Linked DNA regions of Mus musculus: region 2 is linked to region 1. The links are chromatin contacts, called in public Hi-C maps. All regions are on one chromosome and are shown on one strand. The core of a region is the stretch at or near the end of the contact, and the rest is flanking DNA. Distances in the headings are between cores, read along the strand shown.

Region 1 (3,639 bases), core at 380-2,879:
TCCTTCCTGCATTTACTGCCTACATCAGCACCCCAGCCCTAAGACTCTGCTTTATAAGACCAAGTCACAAGATCCCTGACCAGCTACAAGCAGGAAGGGATGTAATCAGCCGTGCGTAGTAAGGAGATCACGTGCTGCAGTGTACAGTATGGGCTGACTAGGACACCAATTCCGGGGGGCCCTGGGGATTCCACAATGGTGAGAGGAAAGCTTCAGCCACCAAGTACTATCACTTTGAGAAGCCTGACTTAGTATCACTTTGAGAAGTGACTATAGTAGGCACTTGACTCTTTAAAAGGTGCTCGAATCTGGACTTGCCCAGAAACAAACAAACATCAATTATCCCTGAAGAACCCTCGTTGGTTGGCATCTCAGGAGAGGTCTGACTGGCTGATGACAGAGCTCAGCACCCACACCCCAGGCTGGGCAGCCTTGCAAAGCATTGTGTTTGTAAAATGGCTGTCATTTTTATAAACATTTTCCGTCTAGAGAAGAAAAGCCAATGATGCAAAAAGAAGTTGGCATGTGGAGTGCAAATGGCCACTGTTGGGCACAAGCAAGAGCCTGTGAGGGAAACAGGACTGGGGAGGGCAGGAGGGGGATGTTCATGAGCAACACTGCTGAGCTGGGAACTGGGTGTGTGCTTCTTCAACATGAACTCATTGCTTTTCACTTCTAGATTTTTTAGGACCAATTTAAAAGGACAAACATATCTCTAGCTCTCCAGTAAAATGCTTCATTCCAGGGGATGAAAAGCCACTAATGACATGATAAAATAATGGCTAAGATTTATTGAGCACTTACTATTTCCTATGCAGGATGCTTTAAAGAGGCCCAGCGTACTCGCAGCTCAGAGCAGCTGATGTATAGTACTATAATCAGTTTTATTTTAAGACAGCAAAGCTAGACTTCTAGAGAATAAACAATATGTTTATTTTCACATAGTACCTAAATTCTATGTCTGGGGACTAAACTCCAGAGGGTTGACTCTAAGCTTATATAAAACTAGCTCATTCTATACCTCCTCCTAATGCTACAAGATCCCCACATTCTGGTGGAAGCATTTCACTGTAGCACACTAAAACAGTGTCCAATACGGTAATCTGGCTCCTCAGGGCACTCAGGGCTTGACCTGGACTGGGAATCTTGACGATAAGAGCTCTGAGATTGACTACCCACCAGCACTCCATGACAGAGACTCCAATAGCTACCCAATGAAAATGGAAGAGCCCCATTTCTCTTTCCCTTGCATCACATAGGGTGGTAGCTGATGGACTCGGACTTTCTCTTGACTTGCAGGAAATGTTCACACACCCGTGGGCATGGCAGCAGGCCAACACTGCCATCAGATGCTGCTGCCTCTAGATCCTACTGTATCCTTGGGTGCATCTGGCTAAGTCTTTCCAAGGGAACACAAGATAGACTTGCCAACAGGATACAATTTCACTATTTGGTTCAAATCACAGAAAATCAAGGCCCCAGGAAGCAGCAACGATTTTTCCTTCCCAGTAAGTAGGATGTCCTAGCATTCTCTCCTGTCATCATCTCTCTCTGCCCTCTGAGGTCAGGGGCAGTGGGTATGGTCCATGGGGAGTGATCTGACTGATGTACTCAGTGCCGCTGCACTGGAGAAAATGGGTTTTTCTCTTCCCCAGTGAGTATCGTCTGCAAATAACTGCTTGGGTAGTGTGTATTTATCAAACATGTCCCCTCAAGGTTCAGGGATCCATGCCAAAAAGGAGGCAGAGAGATTATAAGAGCCAGAGATGGTGGATGACTCTAAATAAAACAGTGTCCTCCAGATACAAGAGGACTGGTACACATACAAACTCACAGACTGTGACAGAACCATCAAGAACTGCCTAGGTTTAAAGTACACAAAATTCTAGCATGGAGGAGCAGAAGCAGACACAAAGTCCCCACCTCTGACCTAGAAAACTTCTTTACCAGGGATTCCATGACACTTACTGGCATAAAGTATTTCTTCTTTAATCCTTTAATTTATTAACCCAGTCAACAGCTATTTTCACAGAGCCATTGAACAGCTTAAGAAATATGCAAAGAAATTAATTGTGATGTGGTCTCCCAGGCCCCACTGCAGTGTGGTGTCAGTAAGGTCCACAAGGATGTGACCTTTGATACATGGATGGAGCAGAGAGCATTGAGCAAGAGAGATTCAGTTACAAAGTGGGTATCTCAAGGGACAGGGATCCTAACTTGATGACAAGGACTGACAAGCAACTGGACCCAAGGCACAATTTACATTGCATTATCAGGGGGAAAGGGTTACATCCTGCTTTAAAAACAAGTGAACTTTCTGGGAACTTCAGTACCAAAAAATAGAGGAGAGTTGCAAAAGGAGCTAGAGGGCCACTCTTGACATTGCCCATGGGTGGGTGGATGGGTGGGTGGATGGGTAGCTGCAATGCCCTGCCCTGGTTGCACAGGTACCTTCCCAGCATTGCATCAAGAATAACCTTGGGCAGAATATCTGATCCTTCTGGGACTCATTTTATGTATCTGAAAAATAATAGGTGTGGATTCTATGCTCTCCAAAGTCCATTTCATTTTGATGGCCCATGGCTATGGTTCTCACTGTAGGAAGACACATGATGGGGCTGAGGTGAGGAGAGAGAGAGAGAGAGAGAGAGAGAGAGAGAGAAGATCAGCATGACAACTTGGACAGCTTTTAGTCAATCACTTTATTACAGGTACTCAAGGGGTCTCAGTAACACCAGAATTAATACCCGGGATTCAAGGGTCACTGTGATCAGAGGCTGGATCGATTAATTTGGTTTGGAGCCAGATGCAGAAGTCTCGGGTAGAGAGTGAACCTCAATCTCTGTGTGAGAAGTGTGACCCTCACATTTGATACCAGGCACTTGTACATTGTCTCCTCTTAAGCCTCACATTACGTGCCTTGGTGAGAGCAGCAGACCTTCCCTCGTGTCACTACTGGAAGGGCTGCACAGAACAGTCTTGTAAACACTTGGCACAATGCCTAGCATGACAGAGGCCAAGCACATGTTTGGGGCAACAGATTAAGAACATGTTCCCCATGTATGCAAACTTGTTCTCCAGATTGAGCCAACAGTTTGACTGACAGTGTTCTCTGGCTACCCACGAATGGGGAAGAAAGCTTTCAAAGAGCTGCTGTGACAACTAAGTATTAAGAACACCTGGGTTCCTCTCCTGCTTCAGCACTCCCCAAGGTAGAACGCATGTTTGCTTATATCAGAGCAGTGAATCTATTGGCCTGCTAATGGAGCCATCCTGCCTGTGAGAACAGTTGGTTTTCCTTTCAGATCCACACACACTTCCATCCTGTCTGTTGTGAGTATAGAAGAATTTGTTACTTAGGTTTTGCCCATCATGAGGAATTAGCATATAAACAGAAACATAGTCCCAGAGTAGCAGAGTTGGGGCCCCATTGTGTACTGAGATCCAGACCCTAGGGCAACAGCCAGAAGGATGCTGATTTTACTGGGTGATACTACTTATGGGCTATTTTCTAAAGGGCCTGCCTTTCCAAGAATGAACAGGCCTGTCTTGGGACCACTGGAGTTATAAAGATCTCCATATATGCAGTTCAATGTTGGGTCTGACTATCTCTGGCTACAGAATGCAAATTCAGGACCT
Region 2 (3,206 bases), core at 403-2,902, 110 kb before region 1:
TTCTCCATGCTTCCTCTTTGGTTAAATCCCAGAGCAAAATTGTCCTCTCTCCTTTAGTTGCCTTGTCAAATCTGTCTTGATCTATTTCAACTATCCCCTCTGATCATCCCATCCAGTCTGGGGTACTTTCCAGTTCCTCTCTTGGCTACCTTTCTCCCTTCTATATGCCCTCCCACTCACATGATGTCTGTGGCTGTCTTCCAGGCAACAGCTCCTCCATCTGTCCATCTCTCTTCTGAGCTTTAGAGACAGTTTTCAGTTTTTTACGGAATAGATTTGATAGGAGAGCCCTACAAAAGACATGGATTAATATGTGTCTACTAATGTGTGTGCATATGCATGTAAATATATGAGAAGTATACATACAAACATATGAATATGCTTGAACTGTATTGTATGTGCATGTGGATATGTGTGAAAGCAACTTCTTTTTTTTTAAGATTTATTTATTACATGTAAGTACACTGTAGCTGTCTTCAGACACACCAGAAGAGGGTGTGTCAGATCTCATTACAGATGGTTATGAGCCATCATGAAATTGCTGGGATTTGAACTCTGGACCTTCAGAAAAGCAGTCGGGTGCTCTTACCCACTGAGCCATCTCACCAGCCCGAAAGCAACTTCATAATGAAGAAAATCCAATCCACAGAGCCTGGGAAAGTTAAAATCAGGCCAGAGTTTAATGTGCTGTGAATCTCATGGGAGAGTTTGTGTACTGTTGTGATCATGAGCCTCTGGCCGCTGGCAGTGGTCACTTCTCTGCTTAGGGACCTTGTCTCCTTCGCTGTTAACTATAGGACTGAGTCTGACCCTTTCTTTCAGGGTCAAAGCTGTACCCCTATCTCCAGCCTGGCTGTGGGCCCATCCATCCCCACAGCCACACCTGGGCCCGAATGAGAAGTGACCCCTAACTCTTGGGGTGTCGGTTTTGTGGCACTCACTTTGTCCTGCCTTTCAAGTTCTTTGGCTTCTTTCATTTCGAGGTACCTGCTCTCTCCTCTCACAGCTCACAGTCCTGGGAACTTCCCTGAATTTCCTGCTCAGATGGTAGGTAGTTAAATAGGAGTTTCAGTTGGACCACGTGTATTTTGTGTGAGGGGTGGTGTATACGTGTACTTGGCATGTGTGCAGGTACACACTCCCATGCATGTGGCCACTAAACCCAGGGGTTGGCACTGAGCACCACCCTCTATCATTTTTCTACTTCCTTGTTGTTTCTGAGGCTCCAGGTTGTGTCTGGAGCTTCAGGATTCTCTTAAGGGAGCCCTTGGAACCCATCTGTCTCTGCTTCCTGGTGCTCAGGTTACAGGCACTCCTTCAGGCACAGCTTTCTCTGAGAGTGCTAGGAATCTGAACTCAGGTCCTCACGCTCGTCCCGCAAGCACTTTACCCACTGAGTTGTCACCCCAGCATATGTTTCCAGTACTGTAGTCACCGTGTACCCCAAATTCAAAGTTAACTGAGAGTCCTGTGTTTGTATCTGCTCTGCCGGGCACCCTGACCCCTGACATTACACACACACACACACACACACACACACACACACACACACACACACAAGGGACATGGGCCTCTTTCTTACATCATGTTCGTTTGCTGTTTCACCTCCTCCCCACTGCACCAGAATGTGTATCCCTGAGGCAAGGACTGTGACCACTCCCTCACCGTTTCTCAACCAGACGCCATCTGGCAAGCACTGTGCAGACATGGGGCTCCAGGCAAAGAAGACTAGGTTCCTACTCCAAGAGTGGAGTTGCAACCTGTGGACCCTGGCCAGACTCAGCCCCCACTCATCTTGAACATGTTGGTAGTTTATATACTTGCCTAGTGGGGTCCATGCTATAATGGCAAAGTATGTGGCCTCTTGGCTCACAAAGCTTAATATATTTGCTCTCTGGCTCTTCATAGAAAAAAAAAAAAAAACCTTACCAACCTCTGGCCTTGCTGTCTAGAGAAGGAAGACAGACATAAACAAATATAAGTTCATTTATCTTTCATCTCCAGAGCCTCATATCGATCAGTGTGTGGTCTGGTAGCCCATGCACGTATGGGAGCCACCTGGAGCCTTCACCAATTGTTCTTGATTTCCAAAAACTTGAGAATTCTGTCTTTTGTTTTTATTTTTGAGACATGATCGCATAGCCCAGGCTGGCCTCCAGATTGCTATGTATGTGAGGCTAGCCTCAAACCTGGAATCCTCCTATCACCTCTAGTGCTAATATTACAGGCGTGCACCACCATCCCCAGTTCGAGAGCCCACCTTTCACAAGGCTTTCAGGGGCTTCCTCAAATCTATGTGTTAGCACCCCTCAGCTCAGGGCCTACTGTCCCATGAGTTTGTGGTCAACTCCGATCAAGGCTTGAACAAACAGGAAGAGTCCATTCTTGGCCTACATCTTAATTCTGTCTATAATTTTAAGTCTGTGGCATTGTTACAAGAAGTTACTGTTTTAGCCTGTTGCCTTGAAAGTGGATTTTGCAAAAATTTCCCATTTACTCAGATATGGAGTTGCTGGGTTTCTTCCTGTGGGGAAAATTGACGCATCATTTTCTGCTGTTCTACAGAGGATGTCTCAATCCTGAAGTAGGTGGCTGCCTCCCACCCGGGAGCTATGGACCAGAGCCATCCTCCACTGGACAGCATCTCCTACTTCAGAGTCCTTTGCCGGGAGCTGTCCTGGATTGTATCACGAACAGTCACATAATCAAAATAAGCTAACTAGTCCCATCATGTCCCAAGCTCAGAAAACAGTCCGTCTTCCTGTGGTGGGACGTGACAGGCCGACAGAAAATAAATAAAAGCCAACCCAGGCCATTAGCTTTTGGAAGGCAAATGTTTCCTAGCAAAAATAAAGCCGGTGACTGTGTGGAGACAGATGTTGACACTCGCTACTCTTGTTAGCACACTTAAGAAAATAAATTCAAGATAAGAGAGGCCCAGGCATAGTTGGGACCTGTTTGCTGCCTGTTCTTCACAAAGAGAGTCAAATTCTGAAATCATATCCCTGTATTTCCATTTAGACTTTCTTGGGAGAGGACAAAGACTTGGGGCAAATAGGGTTTTAAAAACTTGGATGATCTGTGTAATTCATTACTCTAATAGCCATTTCTAGTTCACAAAGGTCCAAGTTTTCTGTGCTGTTGAAGTGCTCGCAAGGGTGAACGTAGCTGGACCATTTCTCCACACAGCAGGCTGTGAGCTCAAC

The links. A called contact is a pair of places that touch in the nucleus more often than the background predicts.
Region 2: a contact with region 1 is called in a Hi-C map of 3T3-L1-derived adipocytes, with 2.8 times the contacts expected there. The contact joins two enhancer-like sites. A contact is called at or near these places in 5 of 484 Hi-C or Micro-C datasets (the 3T3-L1 cell line, 3T3-L1-derived adipocytes, the HPC-7 cell line and 2 more) and 1 of 115 datasets of contacts at active chromatin or transcription factors (double positive thymocytes).

Annotation. Positions count from the first base shown.
Region 1 is chr7:129,856,296-129,859,934 of GRCm38.p6, reverse strand. No RefSeq gene overlaps it. Among named protein-coding and RNA genes, the nearest start is that of Gm39095, 47 kb to the right of the region's middle. Within about 2 kb of position 1,629, at least 5 of the 459 cell types and tissues checked have an H3K27ac peak or open chromatin away from gene starts, as enhancers often do. A contact at or near this core is called in 3T3-L1-derived adipocytes, where this site is marked.
Region 2 is chr7:129,963,932-129,967,137 of GRCm38.p6, reverse strand. Gm4265 (predicted gene 4265) reads right to left here. Exons shown (of 4, transcript NR_046077.1): 2 at 1-290. Among named protein-coding and RNA genes, the nearest start is that of Gm4265, 3.4 kb to the right of the region's middle. Within about 2 kb of position 1,652, at least 28 of the 459 cell types and tissues checked have an H3K27ac peak or open chromatin away from gene starts, as enhancers often do. A contact at or near this core is called in 3T3-L1-derived adipocytes, where this site is marked.